2 separate regions of the Zea mays genome follow, and region 2 is linked to region 1. Evidence: chromatin contacts called from public Hi-C data. All regions are on one chromosome and are shown on one strand. Each heading gives the region's core, a stretch centred on a gene start, on an enhancer-like site or on the middle of the called end of the contact. The rest is flanking DNA. Distances are from core to core; before and after follow the strand shown. Region 1 holds the start of LOC541640 (legumin 1). Region 2 holds the start of LOC100283502 (nodulin-like protein).

Region 1 (6,033 bases), core at 2,463-4,962:
ACATGTCAAGTCACATGAAAAGGTATGCTGCTATTGTGCTTAAACTTATGTAATCATCATTCAAGATGCATTTACCCTTGTGGTTGATTGTTAATATCGATATTACTGTTCTTCTATACGATAACTAAATTACATCCTCAGTCCTAGATCTCCGTGAGAAACATGTAAAACATTGACAAATAACTAAACTACATCCTCAATCCTAGATCCACATGAGAAATATATAAAAAAATGATAAAAATTCTCTCAACTAAACATTTTGTAGACCGTGGTGCTGGCATGCCAGACTTTGCAGTATGGCTCTATGCAACTGTTCAGTTTGCCCTTGTGTTGTATGTTGTGCTTATAATATAATTCTTTCCTGTCAACCTATTGAGCCCCCTTGGTGGTACATACATCTGTTTTTATCAGGTGAATGATAATACCGTTGCATTGACATGTAGGTAGGTGAAGGGGGTTTTGTTGCTGACTTCCATGGTCCATGGATGTTTTTTTACTATTCTGCAGGAATAACTGACTAGCTATATATAACGATTATACATCAAAACTTTAATTGCAATAACCACATTACATGAGTTTTTCAGGTAATATGTTATCAATTTGCTGTAGCTAAAGCTTACCAAGCAATCAAAGTTGCAGTGTCTGTTATATAAAATTCACATTATTATTAAAAAACAGTTCGCACACACTCATGGACTCATGGCTCTTTTAAAAAATTTACGATTTTCAGCAAGTTTAACTGATGAACTGTATATTAGAGTTACATTTATTAGTTAACTATCTTCAATTATAATGCATAACTAGTCAGATTAATTTACTATAACTAAACAAAGTAAATAATAATTCTTTAGAAAGTTTCATAGCGTTAAATTATAAATATATTACACTTAAACACTTGTCAATACAAACTCTATACTTTTCCCTTGTGTAATTTATTCTGTCTATTGGGCCATGGTGCAGACTGGAACTCCTATTGCAGTGCAGCATGCGCCAGCGCCACCAGCAGAAAAACCGCGTGTCGCCCCAAAGCCTCCGACTCCAGCAACCACAAGCTATGCTGATCGGCCATATGTCTGCCCCTATGAAGGTTGTGACAAAGCATACATTCACAGTTACAAATTGAACCTTCATCTAAAAACTCAGCACCCTGAACACGGTCAAGAGGAAAACGGTAAGGTCGGTGCTTCTGGTGGGCAGCATGCTGCGAACGAACACACTTACCAGTATAACTATGCCGAGGTTGGCGAGATTGCACCAAACCCCAAAAGGAGCAAGACGAATCATGGGCACAAGGTCCACTCATCCAAAGCCTACAATGCCAAGGTTTCGAGAGCAATGCCTTCTGACATTGGCGTCAGGAACCAGTGGCCAGGTAAAGCTACGTACCAAGATGATAGTGAAGAGACGGAAGAAGATGGAGGCAACAACATTGAAGATGGCTGGAGATATGGCAACAATGATGACGATGAGGAAACACCAGATGAAGATTGACCTTTATTTAGGTTTGGATATGTAGATATATGAGGGTGATCTGTTGTCCTTTAGTTTCAATGCAGTCATGGGGAAGTTCAAGCTTTAACCTTAGGTAGTAGTTCATTCAGATGGTGCATGGATATATTGTACTCAGTTACCTGCTCCTAAATGCTTTCACTCCCCTATCTTCCAGAGCCACATGTATTTTAGATAGTTTGGATATGTTTGCCTTGGAATAAATTTTCATTTGAAATGTTAGTATGTTACTCAACTAAATTGTTTTTATCAGATGAACTAGGTAGTTGAAAAAAAATACAAATCCAGGTAGACATGCAGTTTAGCCATAACAAACATGTTTTGCTTACAACAATCTGCTCATTTTTTTCCTGGCAAATCACTCGGTGTATCAAAAACTTTAGAGCTATGTAGTTGAAAGACTAATCAACACGCAGTTTAACCATGAGCAAGCTTTGTTTAATTATTACAGTCTACGAGTACTTATTCAGGCAGATCACTCTGAGGTTGTGCCTACTGTTGGGCGCTGCCAGCTTGACCTTGTTGGTAGCTGCCACTGCCAGCAGGAGTAAGCACAGCCAGCTCATGCTTCCTACCGTTCTTGAGCTCTGCAGCTTCCTCCATGGAGATGGCATACGAGCTGGCGATGACGGCGGCCGGCAAGTCGCTCAGGACGGAGTTCTTCCCGGCGACGTGGCTGACCATGGTGTCAGGGTTCGTCTCGAAGGCGATGTACTGGAAGCCTTCTCCCTGCGCCTTGGTGGCGACGAGGTAGCCCTGGGGTACGATGAGCAGCTGCCCCGCACGGAGCACGTCGTCGAACACCGTGGTCCCGTTGTCGCTGGCGACCTGGACCCTTGCACTGCCCCTGATGCCGTACATGGCGCTGTGGGCGTTGAAGTTCCAGAACGGCGACATGATGGCGTCCTGGTACAGGTCTACCCGCACCGCGCTCATCTGTACGAGGTTGAGGACGGGGAACTTGTGGCTGGTGAGGCGTGTGATCCTCCCAGCCCCAGGGCTGTAGACGTCGGCCTGGTCCAGCCGTTCGACGCTGTGCCTCACCTCCATGGCGCAGACGTTGTGCCTGTCGACGTCGCGCTGGCACGTTTGGTACTGGACTTGTGACGATGGGAACGAAAACGACGACGACGACGGCGACGGATTCAGCTGGTGAAAGCCGTGCTCCGGCTCCACGCGGACGATCTCGCCTCGCTGGTCACGCCGGCTCTGCAGCTTCTCGGCGACGTGCATGCTGACGCCCAGGGCTTCGCTCAGGAACCGGGCGTCGATCCCTTTGAAGATGTTCTCGGCGAAGTGGGGCTGCCCCTTGCTGAAGCCCCCAGCCAGCAAGAATTTCTGCGAATCGCACAACGACGACAGAGATTCATTAGTCGAGTTTTATCGAAATGTAAGGGTGTAGCTAGCTGCTAGCATAGTAGCAGTACCCTCATGGAAGGCTCGAGCTGGTTGATGTTGTTGTTCTCGTCGAAGACGTAGACCGCCACAAGCGGCGCGTCGCCGTCGTTGTACAGCCAGTGCTGGGCGCCGGCCGGCATGGCCACCACGTCGCCCTGCTCGAATCGGTGGATCTTGTGGTGGTCATGCTGATGGTGATGGTGTCCATATCCATATCCGTATCCATACTGCTGCTGCTGGGTCTCCTCTTGGCATCCCGGAAACGAGAACCCAATGATCCCTCTCCCTACATAATACACTGGATTAGTCGTGATTCATACGCCAAAATCTGTAGTCGAGCTGAGCCACATGCATTGCAGCACTAGAATCTAGCCAAGAACCTTGGACGATGTAGACAAGCGAATGGACGTTGGAGTATCGAGGGAGCAGGAGGCCCATGGCGTCGACGACGACGCGGACGGCGAAGATGCCGGCGCAGGTGAGCTCCCGGTCGGCTTCGTTGAACCGGCTGAAGTACTGGACGGAGCCGGCCTCAGACTGCACCTTGTGGCGCGGCTCCAGGGCCTCCAGCTTGCCATCGAAGCCGCACTCCCTGGCGGCTCCTCCCCGGGACGTGCTCCATCCCCACGAGGTGCCGGAGCAGCACAGGAGGAGGAGCAGCAGCAGGGACAGGGGCAGCGACGAGGGAAGCGGCCGCACCTGGCCGGAGAGTACTATTGCCGCCGCCATTGCTGCGCTGCCTCTGCTCGCTCGCTCACTCTCTTGGCAGTGAATGCTGTTGCCGTGGTGTGCATTGCTGATGGTGTGCCATTAAGTAAGTGGAACGAGAAGGATGCAAAGCTAAAAAGAACAAAAAGTGTTTGTTGCACCTGGGAACAAATTCAGGCCTTGTCCTCGTACGCTGCTGGTGCTTTGCTTTGCCGTGATAGGAGCTGTGCACGTTGGATGGGAAGAACCTGACAAGCTCGCGATCGATCAGCAGTAGGATGTCGACTTGGATGGATCGTGTGCTCAACAGTTTGGACTTGTTGCTTGTGCTGACAGTCACAAAAGGGCAAAGGCCGCTTCAGTTTTGTACTGACTAGCGACTCCAACAGTTTGTTGCGCCTTTTTAGTTCGTTCACGCACAGTCCGATTACGACTGTCCAGGTGCACGCATTAGCGACCAGCCTTGCCTACTACACTTCTCTACGGTTTGGTTGCTTGCATGTTTTCGCTAGAGTACTCTAGATCGTCAACAAAATGATTAATGAGGCAGCCTTGACAAATGCTATGGAAATCATAAAGTTTTCGGGGTTCGGACTAGTACTAGAAGAATGGACCGGTCTTTTTGGTAGGACTAGACAAAATACTCGTGGCTCGTGAGATCGCTCGGTTCATGGTTAGCTCGACTCAATTCAGCTCAGCTCATTTTGATTTTGTCACGAGCTGAGCTAGTATCTCAGCAAGATTTGTTAACAAGCCAGCTCGAGCTGTGTTCGAGTCAGCTCTTTAGCTTGAATGAGCAACCATTTGTCAGAAAAACAAATCTCGCACTTGTGTTGGATGAATTAATAAGTGATTTGTTAATTTGGTGTTATATTGACATGATATGTGAAAGTGTGAGTATTGTTACTCTTTTTTAGTGTTAAATAGGTCTAGAATTAACTAATAATTGGTTATACTATTTTATATATGTGTATATTGTTTTTTTAGCTCGGGAGAGCTCGAACTCACAAATGAGACGAGTTGGTTCTCTTATTCGGTTCCTTAATATATCGAGCCGAGACAGTTTAAGTTTGGCCAAGTTGACCTGACTCGATATCTAGCCCTATTTTTGGGTTAATACAAGCACAACCACGATCTAAAATCAGTAGCCAAAGCAAAGCCTAACACTTAGTAATTTAGACCAGGCTAACACGAACGAAGACAGGCCTAGACCGAATCTTAAATATTGGCCTGTTAGGCCGGACACAGCCCGCACGTATGAGCTGGATCTAGATCAGCTCGACAGAAAAAGAAAAACCCCGTAAAACATGAAATTGGCACAATTATACACACGCAACCGAGGCCGGCCTTAACCCTGACGGCCCCGCCCATGCAAAGGCATGCCGCCTCACTCGTTCAGTCCATCAGCGACTCAGCCTGCGAGTATACGACAGCGATATGAATATGAGCATAGGCCCGTGCCCTGCGCCCAGGCTTAGGCAGCCCTCCGATCCACGATACAGCGATGCAAAGAAGCTAACCTTGGTGTCGCCGCCCGCTGTTCCTCACTTTTAAGCCCTCCGCCGTGCAGACGCCGCCGCCGCAGCAGGTGAGCTCCCCAGGACCGGGATGCAGCTTGGGGTCGGGTGCGTAAGCGTAACAGTGAATATAATAAAGGAAGTAGTATTCAGTACTCATATACTGGTAGTATATGTACATAATACATGTAGTGGTGTGCGTATACATTCAGTTGGTCGTATAATCGACCTAGCAGGAGACCATATATACTGTAATGTTTGTGGCGCATTTCATAAAGGGTCTGAAGCCGGAGTTGCAGGGACATGTGTTCAATCTCATTTGCCAGCAACTGTCGATATAGAGCAGCCTTATTGGTACGCATTCAGCAGTCGGTTCTGGAGAAACAGAGACAGGAGTTGGGACGATTCATGGGTCAAAATCGCCAGAATGGTCTGTGTTGTACATAATACATGTAGTGGTGTGCGTATACATTCAAATGGTTGTATAATCGACCTAGCAGGAGACCATATATACTGTAATGTTTGGAGGAGAGAAGAGAAAAAGGATAGGAACACAAACTTGCCTAACGAGTTGGAGTTCCATCTCCCAGCAGTTGCTCACGTCTCGTTCTCTCGCCGGGGCCAAGGGCCATATCATGCTCGAAAGTTGAACACTAGCCGCCTAGCCGCCTCTCGCAATCCTGTCGATCCATGGCCCGTGTGACCTCTGAAGCATGGACATATATGGTAGTATATGTAGTAGTAATATGTGGTAATGACTCTTATGATCTTCTACAGATATGAAGAATTTGTTGTTGCAACCATTTTAGCAAGTTCTAGGTGTTGTGTAAGGTTGTTCACTTGTTTGTGAGTTTGTAACTGAGTATATGTAGTATGTGTAGATGTAATGTAGGTATTGGTA
Region 2 (6,033 bases), core at 2,010-4,509, 350 kb before region 1:
TATTTTCAGATCTACGGGTGATTCACAATTCCGATTGAGCTTAAAATTTATGAAGATCTTGGAAACATATTTGTCCAAGTGTGTGTAAGATTTCATCTCAATCGGAGTTCGTTTGGTTCGGTTTTGCATCCGAGAACAGAACTTCGTGCTGTTGAAATCAGCACTTATTCGTGACACGGTTTTAGACCGATTAGGAGTTTTCGGTGTCCGATTTGCAATCTGTTTGTTTTGCTGGTCTCGTGTAAGTCTTAGAAACAATTTATAATCATGAGATTACTGGTTCGCTAATGTGTTTTTGGTTTGAGTGCTTACTTCATCTTAATTGAAATAAAGTGTTCATTTTCAGCGTTTGACAACAAAATTTGATTGGCTCCCATTCTGATCCTGTGGTCGCCTCACCGGTCTTTAACTGTTGTTCTTATCTATTTGAATAACTGATCTGTTGTCATCTTATGTGTACAACTCTTGGAACTCGCTGCCGGTTGATGTAATTGAGCTTTCGATGTGAAATTAAACGGTTGGCATTCACATTGTTTCGTTTTATAGTTGGGGCATAGATTTTGAATAGTTCTCTGCATGCCGTTGTCGTTTCACTTAATCCTTTTTTTACCACTGTCAATTACTTAGATCAGGTGGTTCTGATAACAAATACAGGAATTTGTTGGCGAATAACTAGCGGTAGTTTGGTTCCTTACCTGACTGTCCCATGTTCCGATATTGTTGGCACTGGAGTTGAGCGATACGAGTCTGGATCATTTTGGGTAGAGTGGCCGCTGAGCGATATGACTATGAGTCATGAGCTTCGAGATTGATTTCAACGTGTGCCCTGCTAGCCTGATGCACTCTCCTAACTTATTATGTACTCCTAACTCATTTTTGATAATTCCCTATACCAAACACGTTTTCTTTTAGTATGGTATTATCAACCTAATTATGATATACAATACGCAGCAAAATAGTTTCTATGGCACAATACAACAAATTTCTTTTATAACCATGTGGTTATTATCAATTAAATCCGTGTATTACAAGTCCAACTAACTAACAACTTACAAACTTAAATAATGTATCACATATTATTGTTTTGTGATTGTGCTGTTGAGTCGGTGTATTTATAATAATATTAAATGTTTATATCAACCTTAATATAATATTAATGTTATAGTGATTTTTTACCACGTAGATTTGTTTTATATTAATTTTTGACTATTGTGATAATGTACCGGCACATACAAGCGACGCGGCATCGATACGTCCCAGATGGGCTATGTGCTCGGCCAGTGGGCTAGCTAGCTGCTACAATTTTGGCCCAATTAGAAAAGCAATATGCATGTCCAGAAGAGAGGAGAGGACGATCGTCATCGGGCGAACAAGAGACCATCCATGTGCATCGGAGTTGGATACGCCCAGACCCACCACATAGACATTAAGACATAGGCACGTACGTAGAACCTACTCACACACATACACGCGTAGACCATTCCTCATCATCCGGACTGATGGCGCAGTGGCGATGATGGCTCCATTGCGAACTGCTCCTTGAGCTGCTTCTGGTTGTCTCCGCCTGCTGCGCTCGGCTGCTGCTGCTGCTTCTCTTCGTCGTCTTGATGCTCCTGGTGGAGGTGGTCCTTGCTCTTGCCCCAGAGGACGCTGTAGAGCCCTCCGACGAGGAGGCCGCTGCCGAGGAGGCTGCCCAGGCGCACGATCTCGCCGAGGAAGAAGGAGGAGCAGAAGATGGTGAGCAGCAGGCCCAGCGGGTTGGACATGGCCAGGAACACGGGCCCGCGCTTCTCGATGCACCACGCCTGCAGGTAGAACGACACGCCCGTCACCACCAGACCCTGCATACCACACATATATGCACGCACGCATATATTGTTAGTACATTAATTCATCGTCGTACGTTGCTTTCGATTCATCTGTCTAATACGACTGCTGCTGCTAGTGCTTAGCTAGCTACTCACGGAGTAGGCGACGGCGAGGAGGCCGACGTCGAGCTGCAGCTTCCAGGCGGCGGGGTCCCGCTCGACGGCGACGGCGAGGAGGAAGGACTGGGCGGTGCTGAGCGCGCACTGCACCAGCGTGGACAGCAGCTTGTTGGGGTACTCCTTGAGCAGCGACGCCTGCAGCACGATCCAGAGGGACCACGTCGTGTTGGACAGCAGCATCAGGAACGTGCCCTTGATCCACGTCCCCTTGCCGCCGCCGCCGCCATCGGCATGGGGATGGGGGTGCTGCTGGTGCGCCGCGAAGGCGCGGTGGTGGTTCACCGGGCTCATCGACGGCCCAGTGTACAGCGCGATGGTCAGGACCCCGGCCAGGCACAGCGCCACGCCCGCCGCCTTCGCCATGCCTGACGGGCTTCTCAGCCGAACCACTTCCAGCCTGCATGCATAATATATATGTGAATGAACATAATAGTGACATAGGTGTGCTAGCTAATGATGAGTTCCTTTTTCTGCTTTATGTATATACCTTAACAGGACTGCCAGGAAGAAGGTGACCACAGGGACAGAGTTGCTCGTTGCCGATGCCACTGTTGCAGAGGTGTACTTGAGGCTTATGTTGTACAGATTCATGCTCAATGTGTTGCTACAAAAAGTTCAAAAGGAGACACCACATACATACATGTCATATATGTATACAATATGGTGTTAACCATCAGTAGTTGTATTCAGTAACAGGAAGCTGCTGATACCACTGATTGGATGGATGTAATGTCAGTTACATACCCAAGCAATGCATAGAAGAACAGCTTCAAAAACAGCCTGAATGACATGGGTGGTGCATTCTTCCTGCGATCGAATCAATCACAGATATATCGATATCAGCAATTTCACCAAGCTATTATATATTCATCACATGGGGAAAAAAGCAATTTGCAGTTTTAATTATGCAGAGTAGACTGCTGCTGCTTATCCTTAGTCAAGTTGAGTCGGCTGTTGAGCTGTTATACCTTTCAAGCACAATGGCTATGGGGAGCAACAGCGCAGTGGCGGCCGCCTGGCGGTAGAAGATGAACACGTAGGTGCTCATGCCATGGTCGAATGCCGCCTTGGAGACGACGTACATGCCGGTGTAGATGAGCTGTATGACGACGGCAACCCCGTAGGCTTTCTTGCTGGTGGTGTCCATGGCCAGCAGGCCTCAGCTCTCTCCTACACTTGTGCAGGGAACGAGTGCCCGAGATGGTTTTATGCCTGTCTAAGTGTCTATCTAGCTAGCTAGCTGATGCAGCTACCTGCTGGCTACACTGAATAGCAAAGGAGAGGAGGGGGGCAGCCTTATATAAAGATGAAGATGCTGCATGATCTCCTCCTCTGGTTGGATGTTCCAAAGTTAGCTAGACTAGTGTGTGTGTGTATGTGTGTGTAGCTTTTTTTTTCATGTTGGCCTCCTCTGAATCACAATTTTTTCTGGTGTGTTTGGGCAAGAGTCATCTTCCTAGCTCTCTCCATCCAAGCTCCTCGTGTCTTCGGAAAGAGTTGATGTGGTCGTTTGCCTTAGCACTTTGGGTATATCTGCTGCACTTAAGAAACATGTGAATAATCCGGTTATTAGCTAGCTCGTGGATTTGTTAGTGCAAAGAGGGATGAGTATGGTAATGCGCTTTGCTTGCCCATTATTGTTACACTTTCTTTACCTTTTTCGATAAGCCACTCTACTTTCTTCCTAGATCTACCATCTGTCTGTCTCTCTGACACGGATTTTTTTTGAAGTTTGCAGAAAAAAGACATGGGCCCAAAATTATTATTGTAAAGTTTACACACCGAGTTTAATTAACATAGCCAATACCATAAATGAAAGGCAAATTAAGAATCCCATCAACCTTGACTTTGATATAGTAAGTAATAGCTGGCGATGAACTAGCTAGATGGTCTTTGAGTGTTCCTCCTATAACCGAGCCCAAAAATCTCCTTAATTTATGTTAACACGAAGAAGTTGCACATGTCATATGCGTATTTGGTTTGTAATATTTTATAGTCCGCTATTTGATCCATATATATTTGTCTGCAACGGTTGGCTCGTTCCATTTTCCACTAGTCTTGTGCACTCTTTAGGTCTAGTTCGATTATTCCAATTTCATATGAATTGAGTGTATTGAAACAGATTGAACTGGATTTTGACTTGCTATGGATTTAAACCGACTCAATACCACACAATCCATATGAGTTAAGGGTGAAACGAATAAGCCTTTAGCTGTTTTTAGCTAATGCTAAATTTGTCCTCACAAGTGTAGTACCTATATGATATTATCCCTGATGATTGTTTGGGGCACTGCATGATATATAATACACAATCAATTAAAATATATAGAGAGCATATATATATTATAATACCACATACGACTTTTCATACATATCGGAGAAGACGTGTCTGATAGTTATTGTGATGTCGTACTTCTTTTTAGTCTTAAATCAAGAGATCAAGATCCTCGAGGTGCATCTTGTAAGAGCTGTATGGAAGTTATCGTACCTTTCTTTTGGATTTCTTTTGGAGTATCCAAAGATTTCAATATAATGACATGTCCACACTGAGGATAGATTAGAAATGTAGTCTAGTGCCCATGGTGCCCGAGTCGCAACATTTAAACAATACAAGTTCTAAATCTTAAAGTATAAAAGGGTGATTCAAGTAGCTATATATTAAGGTGTTTGGTTTGAGAAATAAGGTAGTCCATCGTCTTCTTACTTCTTTTTTTGTTTGGTTTGTGGAATAGAATGATTGATCCATCACCACCTTATTCCTCATAGTTAGTTAATTAGTACTAACATGAGAAATGTGACCATTCTACCAAATTTGGGATAAACTCATGATATACCACCTCATTTTGGACATACCTTGTTTCCTAAAGTACCTATAATGATACAATTGAGTGATACTCATAATTAACTTACATGGCAAAGTGACTTGAACAAGGTCGAGGTCCTTACGTGCAGCATCCTATGCATGTCATGGAAATCTACAAGGATTTGGCAATCATTGTCCATCTTGAATGAGTCCACCAAAACTTTTACAATGAAGGAGTGTAGGTCCGCTTTTGCCGCTTCCATGTACCATCGATGGAACCTCCTTACTTTGTGTGGCTCCTTTACGAGCTAGCTCAAGGGTAGCATGTACTTGCCATGCTCATAGTTTCATGAAAATCATCTGAAAGTGGTCATGCACCCGATGATTACATCCTATACATATATTATGTCTTTTCTATGTTGGTTAAGCCACACCCGCACTCATAATACCTAATAGATGGTTTTTTACACCCACACCCGTTGGGTACTCGCTGGGTGTTGGACACTCGTTGGGTGACAACAATTGTAAATAATTAAACAAAAGCACTACAAAAAGCAAGAGAAACACATATAATTCTTTAAAATCACACCACATATAATTATTTAGAAGCATATAATATATAATGCAATATCAATTGACCTGTTAAAGAAGTGAAGATGAGTAGATGACCTAGAGTTTTATTAGGTTGGATCAAAATTATAGGTAAATAAGGACTCAAAGTTAGTCTTCTAAAGTTCATTGGACACTCATCGGTGTAAATTCACACCTAGCCCTAACCCATCATTTTGCCAATCGATCGATCGGGTGTAGACCCATGGTTGAAATTTGACACCTAAACCTACACCCAATAGGTGTAAAACCCATGGGCACCGCCCACATCCATGGGTGTTACTGTCATCCCTATAGTTTTAACTAATAACACAGATTTTGAACCAACAAAAAAGCTATTCAATGGGCCAGCATAAGTCCAGGCCAGCTCTATATTATTTGTTAGTGCCCCACCACAGTGGTCATGTGAATGACGACATTAGTGCACCGTCTGCATACGATGCGCCACAATGAATCATATATTCATATTTATAATATAGAAGCGGCAAACGAATCATCCTACAAGGGCCCCCCTGCTTGCTGACGAGAAGATATTCTTTTTCTCTAGCTGATTCATGACATCCCTTTTCTTATGTGAGGAGGATGGTCCATGATATCTTGTTTCTGTGCCCCCACGTAGGAGATCTTTACATT

Evidence for each region. Hi-C and Micro-C count contacts between places; a contact is called where the count stands out from the background.
Region 2: a contact with region 1 is called in a Hi-C map of tassel, with 5 times the contacts expected there. The contact joins the promoter of LOC100283502 here to the promoter of LOC541640 in region 1. A contact is called at or near these places in 5 of 25 Hi-C or Micro-C datasets (ear, leaf and tassel).

Annotation. Positions count from the first base shown.
Region 1 is chr6:47,952,870-47,958,902 of Zm-B73-REFERENCE-NAM-5.0, reverse strand. It overlaps LOC541640 (legumin 1), which reads right to left and starts at 3,712. Exons shown (of 3, transcript NM_001111395.3): 1 at 3,288-3,712; 2 at 2,937-3,193; 3 at 1,913-2,847. The coding sequence starts at 3,636. The coding sequence ends at 2,002. It overlaps LOC100216676 (WREBP-2 protein), which reads left to right. Exons shown (of 6, transcript NM_001143084.1): 5 at 1-22; 6 at 961-1,723. The coding sequence ends at 1,491.
Region 2 is chr6:48,306,152-48,312,184 of Zm-B73-REFERENCE-NAM-5.0, reverse strand. It overlaps LOC100283502 (nodulin-like protein), which reads right to left and starts at 3,259. Exons shown (of 5, transcript NM_001375357.1): 1 at 2,957-3,259; 2 at 2,733-2,795; 3 at 2,476-2,592; 4 at 1,965-2,385; 5 at 1,303-1,841. The coding sequence starts at 3,135. The coding sequence ends at 1,488.